2 separate regions of the Drosophila melanogaster genome follow, and region 2 is linked to region 1. The links are chromatin contacts, called in public Hi-C maps. All regions are on one chromosome and are shown on one strand. The core of a region is the stretch at or near the end of the contact, and the rest is flanking DNA. Distances in the headings are between cores, read along the strand shown. Region 1 overlaps sdk (sidekick). Region 2 holds the start of CG5273.

What was found. A called contact is a pair of places that touch in the nucleus more often than the background predicts.
Region 2: a Hi-C map of the Kc167 cell line shows a contact between it and region 1, with 4 times the contacts expected there. The contact joins the promoter of CG5273 here to the enhancer-like site in region 1. A contact is called at or near these places in 37 of 107 Hi-C or Micro-C datasets (the D17-c3 cell line, the Kc167 cell line, the OSC cell line and 11 more) and 5 of 6 datasets of contacts at active chromatin or transcription factors (the Kc167 cell line and the S2 cell line).

Annotation. Positions count from the first base shown.
Region 1 is chrX:706,669-711,340 of dm6, forward strand. All of the region lies in intron 2 of sdk (sidekick), which reads left to right. Among named protein-coding and RNA genes, the nearest start is that of sdk, 22 kb to the left of the region's middle. Within about 2 kb of position 1,578, at least 10 of the 39 cell types and tissues checked have an H3K27ac peak or open chromatin away from gene starts, as enhancers often do. A contact at or near this core is called in the Kc167 cell line, the S2 cell line, embryo and 2 more, where this site is marked.
Region 2 is chrX:757,954-762,841 of dm6, forward strand. CG5273 reads left to right here and starts at 1,641. Exons shown (of 3, transcript NM_166863.4): 1 at 1,641-1,732; 2 at 1,823-2,575; 3 at 2,729-3,986. The coding sequence starts at 1,846. The coding sequence ends at 3,408. CG5254 reads left to right here. Exons shown (of 3, transcript NM_001297830.1): 3 at 1-766. The coding sequence ends at 601. RpL22 (Ribosomal protein L22) reads right to left here. Exons shown (of 3, transcript NM_057786.5): 3 at 4,607-4,888. The coding sequence ends at 4,772. lncRNA:CR44965 (long non-coding RNA:CR44965) reads left to right here and starts at 4,023. Exons shown (of 1, transcript NR_123764.1): 1 at 4,023-4,547. It also overlaps lncRNA:CR42491.

The DNA of each region.
Region 1 (4,672 bases), core at 328-2,827:
GGCGTTAACTAATTTTCAAAGTCAATGACGCTACGTGGACCACCTCCCACTTTTTCTCAGTTTTCCCCATTTCTCCGCCCATCTGGCTACCCCTTTTCCAAGTGGTCTTTCAATGGGCCCATTCTGCCTGGAGTCCTGGGGAAAACCACTAGCACCTTCAAATTTGTGTGTGAGTGCGTGAGAAGTTTGCATTATAATTCCGTACGTACAGCTTTTTCACACACATCCTATTAGATACTCGTTTAAAAGTTCTCAACATTTAGGCAGCGAAAGAAAAGAAGAGAGAAAATGTATAAAACTTGCAGAGGGAACAATATCGAAATAGTTGGTCAATATGAAAATTTGATCGATTAAAATCAGCTTAAGAATCATAAATGTTGCATAGAGGTTTAAATGTGCTTTAAAAGAGATATATGTAACTGGATAGTTTTGTTGAGTGTGGTTACCAGTATTGTTAAAATTCTCATACATACATATGTACATGAAAAGTACGGGGGCATAACAAAAACGTGTTGATTTGCTGAAATCATTTTCATTTGCATTTGCATTGCATGAGGAAAAGTTCCCCATTGCACAAGTCAATTGTTTTAGCTTCTTTGTTCTTTGCGGCTTGTGTTTTTGTGTTTTTTGTTTTCATTCTCAGAACTTTCCACATCCAATGTGCCAATATTTTCCGGCATGAGTTGATTTCCCTGACAACACGTTGGAGACAAACCCACCACCCATCTTTTAAATATAATAGTAAATTAAGTTATTTGATTTTCACACCAGTATTTTACTTAATTGTTTTTTTTTTTCTGTATATTTGTATTTCTTTTGCACAAATCAAAAATGTAAAACCTACATACATCTGTGTTCAACCCTTTTATATGCAAAGAATGGTTTTTGGCATTCGCATAGCATTAGAGATAGCATAGCATTGTGGGTTTTTGCTGGTGAAACAGAACTACAAAGAGCAGATTTGATTATCTTCCTAAGATTGCCCAGCAACAAATATGCATGTAATCTGCTAGTTTTGCCCCCAGGCCAACCTATCCGACCATTATTTGCCCAATGGTTATGGACTTCGTATGCAAAAAGGAGTTCCTAGGAGTTAAACGGCAATTCACAGGAACTCCTCATTCGCTCATCGACTTTGGCAGACCACAAATAAGCTGAGCTGAGCCCATGCATATATACGAGCATAAACGAATTTTTGTCAATCAATCAAGCGTCCAAATTAATTATTTGTGTGCGTGATTACATTTCTCCACGTGTTTACAGTGCTCTCACCTCCTTATTCTCATATCAACAGCGCTAAGTAGATGCCGGCAGCAGCGATTTTCTACAGACGAGTGAGTAATTGATTGAAAGAAAAGCTTAAAACAGCCCCATTTCATGTTCTGTAATCTTTACACTGCGCTTCTCTCGCCATTTATATGGTTCTTCTTGGTTTTGCCTCTCGACTTCAATCATTCACCCAAATTCCGGACTAGTGACTCATTTTTATCATCTTGCGCATTATTATTCATACTTGTAAACTTGCTTGCTAGTTGCTTTTGTTAGTCACGTGTCCATGGTGGGGATATAATGATGCTCGTAATTGAATGGGTATTAATGACAATGCGATGACAGAATTAGACGATCAAAACTCCTAACTCAAGCACTGTATTTAAATGTAGTGCAACAGTCAACTGATCCGAGTCTGCAGACAAGATTGCTACCAAGCTGGAATAACAATTTCTCTATGCGCACACATTCCTCCTCCCTCCTTAAATACAAATCCACCCCTCTTCCTTATTGGCCTCCTCAATCTCTGTGACCCCAGACGTTTCATTTTGAGCGTTAATTAAAATTAAATAGGAAAAAAGAGGAAAATAGATTAAACTGGAAAAGGCAGCTGGGAGCTCCTAATCGTTGGACCCGCCAGCAAGGAAATGGCTAAGGAACGCTAGACTATAAATATTCTGGAGCGGGGCCAAGCGGGGGCTTCCCGAAAATAAAACTTCTTATTCTTGACTGCTGTCTGACAGGCGATAACAACACAAGTTGACTGCCCTCTTGGAGTGTCTCTGTTTTCCAGGGGCATGGGGAGGAAGGTTTCGAATGCACTTATTTAGAAATTATGCGGAACTTGGTCTTTGTGCGTCCTTCAGTCGCATTTTGTGCCATCGCTGCAGCTCGTGATTCATTCTACTCGTACAACTCTGTTTCTCGTTGTCAACAACTTGTTTCCCGGTAAAAGTTTTGGTTCATGTTTTAGGCGAAACAATAGCTTAGAACACAAAAAAAAGTGCTTAAATTTTTCATCAATTTAGTGTGCACGAACGAAATTGTGTATCTTTTCGAACGATTGGCCTTACAGAAGCTATTTCCCTTCAATTTGGAATATTTTTTTTTTTTTTTTTTTTTTTGTGTGTGCCTTGAAAGTGCCTAATTGTGGTTATAAAGGATCATTGGGATGTATGTATTCGATGTGGAACGTTGAACGATGGAGCTAATATAGAAAGCTAGTCTCGACTGATTGAATTGCCTGATTGCTCTGATTGTCGCTGCCAGGCGTCATCAACATCCTCAATTTAGCAGACAGAGAAAGTGATGCAAAGGGGCGGGGGTGAGGTTGTTCAAGTTGCAAGTGAACAGAGTGGTTGGGTAGCTGGAACAGTTCTAAAAGAAATGATAACGCATAGGTATTGAGTGTCCAATGTCATATTAACTATTGGGGCTGCTGTATGACAGCATAATTTCTTCTAGTGTTGTAAATAACAACACACACCTTATCTGCACTGCACTGTATCAATTTACATGACCAAGATCTGTAGTTATTTCCGAATATTTTGGAACAAAAATTGTGACCTACTTCGTTAGTTTACTTTTGTTATCTGTGAGCCCAGCGATAAAAGTTAAGCGTTGACAAATTGGCTTAAATAAATTAGAACGATAAAGTTACGCGATTGATTCATCAATGTACTATTTTTCATACTATTTCTACTACCTTTACTACTATTACTGCTGCTACTACTAATTCTGCTACCACTGCTAATTCTACTACTTATTCTAGTAGGTACTATTTTTAATATTCGTTATCGCTCGATCTCTTGCAACATCTGCCGTCTACGTACAGTTCAAACACTCCCTTTAAATGCCACTGAAGTGGAACCACCTACCCCGAAACACCCAAACGTGGCTTCCTGTTTCTGGTTGTACCGGGTAATAACTAGTACCCCCTCCAGTTCGATCCTCTCCTTCCTTACTTCTGCACGAGCCGCTCAACTGGAATATTAAAATTTAAATTAACAAATAAACGAAATTGAGTTACCTTCCGTTGCAGCTTTTCACTTTCTTCGGTATGTGTGCTTCTTTTTGCGTTGCATGCTACGCTATTGGAGCTGTTGCAATTCTAGAGCTGCCCAACACCAACAAAAAGAGTTGCCATTTTGGTTAAAATGATTGGCGAGCGGGGTAACAAAGCACAAAAGCCACAGCAAAAGAGGCCTAAAATGGAAAAAGTCAATGGCGCAGCAACAAAAGAAGCGAAGTAAAAAAGCAAAACAGTAAGCCAAATTGAACAATATGCAGTTCACTGCCTTCACTGTGCTTCCTTCACCTTTTCAGCCACATACGAGTATGTATGTACATATGTGTGCATATGCATTTGTAAAGTGTTCGTTCTCTGCAACCACATTTCATTTTTTTTTTTGTGCTATCGACACTTGGCGATTTGTTGCAGCGTCCACTATTGCCTTTTGATTGCCTTTGTGTGCGAGCGTGTTCCACTTTTCCGCCCGGAGAACCAGCGATACCGTGTAAATCAAGAGTGAGGGTATGAAATATATTCCTTGCGACTGAATATCGTATGCCACAAAATCATCAGCGTTCATCACTAATTATCTTTTAAATTTTATAAGTGCTGGCTGAATGTAGTTGATATTCAATATTTATACCCGTTACTCGAAGAGTAAAAGGTATACTAGATTCGTTGAAAAGTATGTAAGATGCAGAAGAAAGCGTTTCCGACCATATAAAGTATTTGTATATATTTTTGATCAATAGCCGAGTTGATCGGGAAATGTCCGTCTGTCGGTATGAACGTTGAGATCTGAGGAACTATAAAATCTAGACAGTTCTAGAGACAACGACGCAGCGCAAGTTTGTTTACCCATGTTGCCACGCCCGATTGTCACCGACACTTTTGAAAAATGTGTTGATATTTTTTCATAATTTTATTAGTCGTGTAAATTTCTATCGGTTTTCATAAAAAAAACGTTATGCCACGCCCACTTTAACGCCTTTAAGCCGCCAAACCAGTCACGCCCACACCTTTGAACAATTTTAATATTTTTTCTTATTTTATTCCCTAATATCTATCGATATCCCAGAAAAATTATGAAATTTCGCATTCGCATTCACACTAGCTGAGTAACGGGTATCTGATAGTCGGGGGACTCGGTTATTGTATAGTCTCTGGTTTTATATGTAAACACAAGCGGAAGGGAAGAAAATGTTGCTGTTTCAAACCTAATCTGCTTACCATACAATGAATATAACTTTTTTGGAGAATTTTGGCGAGTTATATACATATATGTACAGCAGGTACCTATTAAAGTCATTAAATCTAGCAAAGTTGATTAAAAATGATTGGTTAGTTTTCAGGACCTGAAAACTTGGTCTTCATCTCGTGTTTCTTCCACGT
Region 2 (4,888 bases), core at 391-2,890, 51 kb after region 1:
CTTTCAATTCGGCTCGCCCACTCCCACGCCGCTGACCTTTTCTCTGGCTGGACTGACAGCCGGCACACTGGAAGCCATAGCCGTGAATCCCTTCGAGGTGGTGAAGGTGGCCCAGCAGGCTGATCGCCAAAAAAAGATGCTCAGCACGTTCGCCGTGGCCAAGGGTATCATACAGCAGGACGGATTGGGCTTCAGCGGCCTCAACAAGGGCATCACCGCCACCATGGGACGCAATGGAGTCTTCAACATGGTGTACTTCGGGTTCTACCACAGCGTGAAGAACGTGGTGCCCGAGTACAAGGAGAGCCATTTGGAGTTTCTGCGCAAGGTGACCATCGGCTTCCTGGCCGGCACTCTGGCCTGCTTCGTCAACATCCCATTCGACGTGGCCAAGTCACGCATCCAGGGACCGCAACCGGTCCCCGGGCAGATAAAATACCGAGGAACCCTCAGCTCCATGGGCATCGTCTACCGCGAGGAAGGATTCCGAGCGCTGTACAAAGGGCTCGTTCCCAAGATTATGCGTTTGGGCCCAGGTGGAGCTATTCTGCTGCTGGTCTTCGAGTACTCCTACGATTACCTGCTCCACAACTACTCCTAGTCCTTAAGTCCTCAAGAGGCAAGCGCCTTCTTTGTTTTTTTGTATAATAGTAAGTCGATTAGTCGCGATCAATGCCATCAAGGGGATGCTACTCTTCCGATTGTGATTCGTCAATAAATGTATTTTTACTTTGTGTTGAAAATAAATAATCAATGATATTTTTAGAAAATTTTTAAATTTAAATATGTAAATTTAATATGTAAATTTAATATGTATCCTGCAGCAGGCGAAATGACGATCTTTCTCGTGCAATCAAATTACAAAAGTTCTCGATTTACGGCACCAGGCGCGCAAAAAGATCACCGCGTGCCAAACAGTCAGCTGATCAGTCTAATAAGCGCTTTCTTAGTGATGCCCGCGTGCCTCTTAATTCGGGAACCCACCCATGTAATACCAGGGACTTTCGTGCCTATCGTGCTAATTCGTGACACGAACATCAAGAACATCTAGGCCGCTCATCACTGGTGTGCGCTCTGTTTAAAATTAACGGTTGTGCCGCTTTCCTATTGGTCAATTGGTAACTGGAAAGATCGGAAGGGCTGCCAGCAGCAGCTTGCTAGGGATTCTGTTGGCCTAGTGTCTGGGACCCGACAGTTGTCATTTTGACTGGGAAAAATGTTCTCCGTCCGACGTAAATTTTGTCAGAAATTTGTGAATATCAGTGGCTGGACACCAGGCAAACAAAAATTGCCACATAGGGCAGTAATCATAAAGTAACTAACGGTTTCTTTCCATCTTTGGCTTTGGTCGAATGGGGTGACTGGAAAGGCGTAAGGCGCAGCCATCTTTAAAAGGATCAGCTGTTTTAGTTAGTTTGAGCGGACAGCTGGCACCTGTTACCGTTTCTGTTCGCCTGGTGTCTGAAATCAGAAAACTTAGCAATTTGACACTGAAAAGGGTTGCCACATTTAATTGCAGCCCGAAAATGTCCCTGAAAATGTCGTACACGGTGCATGTATTCGCTAAATGTCTAGTGAAGACACAGACCGACAAGTATTTTGCACCTTCCCCAGCCTGGTCACATAGCAAAAAGTGAAATCAAATAACAGTTTTTACCAATTAAAAAACTTGTTTTGCGGACAAACTACGCGAGCAGCTGAAAACGAGCAGAAGCATCCAAAACGGGTTTCGGTAATTAGCATGCACATCAGTGACCGATGATCTGCATTGACGTATTTGCCGTGTTTGACATTTATGTAGTCTTGTCTCCACTCGTCTAAGGGTGAAGCACTAATCCGGATCACATGATGGCCTCCAGTGGTGGCGCCTGTTCCCCTTTCGCCTATGTGGCCTGGGCGCTGTTTGCCTTGTTGCTGACGCACGGCGGAGACAATGTTGTGGACGCCCGGCGTAACCAGGGCAACCAGCGGAAGACCTCCTCCTCGTCAAGCTCCTCCAACTACGGTCACGTGACGCAGCCCAGCTACAACACGAATGGCCACGCCGCCGGGAACTCTCATGCAGATGTGGCCAAACTGAGTTACCCCAACTACAACTCGCAGCCGAATCGACCAATGGCCGCGGGCTCATCAGGGTCCCCAGGCTCCGCCCCTCAGCCAGGTTGGAATGTGCCGCAGGGTCCGCCGCCCGCCTACTCCGCTTCCAACCCCGCCGGAGGAGCCCGACCCAACATGCACGAGCCGCCGCCAGCCTACCATGCCCCCAACTACGGAGCAGCTCCTCCCAACTATGGAGCCGCCACCGGATCGAATGTCCATCAGCCGCAGTACTCTGGAGTGCCAGCTGGAGCCACCTACTACCCGGCTGCAGGACCCGGCAGTGGCTATTCCCCCAATATCCCCGCTGGCGCTACATACTATCCGTCCGCCGGCCATGTTCCCATGGGCGGTGGCTATCACCCAGCTGCTGCTCCGCCTCCGGGGGCCACCTACTACCAGGCGGGATCTGCTTTGCCGCCCGGAGCCACCTATTATTCTGCACCACCACAACAGTCCTCCTCTGGCTTGGGCTTCGGTAAGACGTCTAACACGCAGTGTATCACGATCCCCTGCAGCAATCTTCTGTTGCTGACTCATATTTGCTTTAAGTGCTCACATAAATCGTGTAAACGCTTGTTGTTTAAGTGACACACCTGTTTTTGCGCTTCAATGTTTAATTTCTTCGCAGGAACTGGACTGCTTGCTGGCGGCTTGGGAGGTGCCCTGCTGGGTCACGCCCTCACTCCCTCGGGAGGCAGTTCCTCCTCGCAGCCGGTTGCCGCAGCTCCAGCTGCTGGTCAGGATCGCATAATCATCATTAACAACGGCGTGCCAGTGAATGCCAGTGATGGCACCACTGTGATAAATGCAGCAGGTGTGGCTGCTGCCCCGGGAGCAGTTCCAGCGGCCCCAGTTCCCTCTTCCAACACCACCCAAGATGCCCAACAGCCAGCCGTACCCATGGCACCAATGCCCTTTAATCCAGAGACCTCTAACATGACCGCGCCGGACCCAGCTGCTCCCCCACCGCCTGGAGGCATTATTTGTGTGCCCACCAAGGTAAACGAAACGGATCCGGCTGACAGCACCAAGATGATAGAGGTGGAGAAGATTGCCTGCTACCCGGCACCCCCGCCACCAGCTGCTTCCGCCGGCGAGGGTCCAGCACCACTGGCGCCCATGGCCGCTGATCAACCAGGATCGCAGCAGGTGCAGCAAGTGCAGCAGGCACAGGATGTCGCCGCTCCAATCCAGGCATCCGTTCGCTCCCACACCGGCGGAGCTCGGGCCTTGGAAGGATTGACCATGCGGACCCTTCTGCTCGTGCTTATGAGCGGAGTGGTGGCCAAGCGGCTCGCTGGCTTTTAGAGACCATGCTTCTGGAACGTTCCACTGTGCACCCACTCAATTACCCGACTACCTACTGTACCTTCCTCCCCAGCTGTTGTGGCCTTGGCGCGCATATTTGCGCTGACCAACATCGATAATTCCAGGCGCTAATTGGACAAAAACTCTTGAATTATGCCGTACCATCTCCGACTACAGTATTTGTGGATAAACAAGCTGGCTTCCCAGTCAAAAAGCCCCCTTTTCCAATTTGGCCTTCAATTGTGATTGTTGCGGTGTGCATGGGCCCCGTAACCGTAACCGGGCCCGGACCCATCCCAGTGTGCTCGAAATCAAAGCAAACGCTCGAATATCTCTGCAACTACATACATACATATATATATATATATATACATTTATATAGCCCTATGTGCAAACCCAACTCAAAAGCCTTCTGAAGAAAGACAACCTGAATGTAAGTTCCCACTAAAAGTGTGTATTTTTCTAGACTTGTTAGCGTAATTGTTGCTTGTTTTTGTATTGCTGTGAGCAAACGTATTTGTTGCACTCTTCAATTGTTGAATAAAATAAAAGCTTTCGCCTACACCTACAACACCCGCCACGTATGAGTTTCATTTCACATGGCCGGTGCCCACGATGCACACGCCTAAACGAAATGGGAAGCTGACTAGTTAATGGTCCGCTTGCATAACGATGAGCACACCAGTGGTCCGGACTATTCTAGACCCCCTGCTTTCGTAACCACAGACGGACTAACGTACTGCGATTTGCAGCTAGTTAAATCTGTAAACTCTCGGATGCCCTGAAAGTAGACAGCTGACAAGAGCACCCCCCATACATCTTAATTATTCGATTGGATGCAATCCAACTGACTGGCTTTATATAAATCTACTTTCCGTCTTTCTAAGTTTCAAGTAGTGTTCATTATGTGGATGACCAGATAATATAAACAATTAAATTATGCACATAGTATTCAATAGTATTCATCACTCTTTCAACAAAGAGCACCAACCGATCACGGAAAAAAGCGAGACGGGGATATCGGATTTGTTGGATTGGATAAATGTCTAAATATATAAAGTACATGCCCACAACCAAATGTCTTTGAAGGCAAATCGTTTTCAATGATTATAGCCGCATCTTCTCAAGCGAAATAAATTGAATAGGTCTTTTCTCCCAGATAGATTTGTACTAACAATAAAAATGACTTGGGGGTCGTAAGGTTCACACACAATTGTTTTATTGAGGCTAGCCCGAAGTTTTCTTTTTTTCATGAGTTCACATCTTTCTGTTAGCTTATAAAAACACGCCGCTTGAGGGCGTGAAATGTATAATAAAAACCAATGTAAACCTAGTGATTCCACTGAAGGGATCAGCTACATCTTTACTCGGCATCGTCGTCCTCATCGTCGTTGGAGCTGATTCTGAAGTAGCGCAGCTCGTACGAGTCCTTTTCGTTGGCCACCACACGGATCCAGTCGCGCAGACTGTTCTTCTTCAG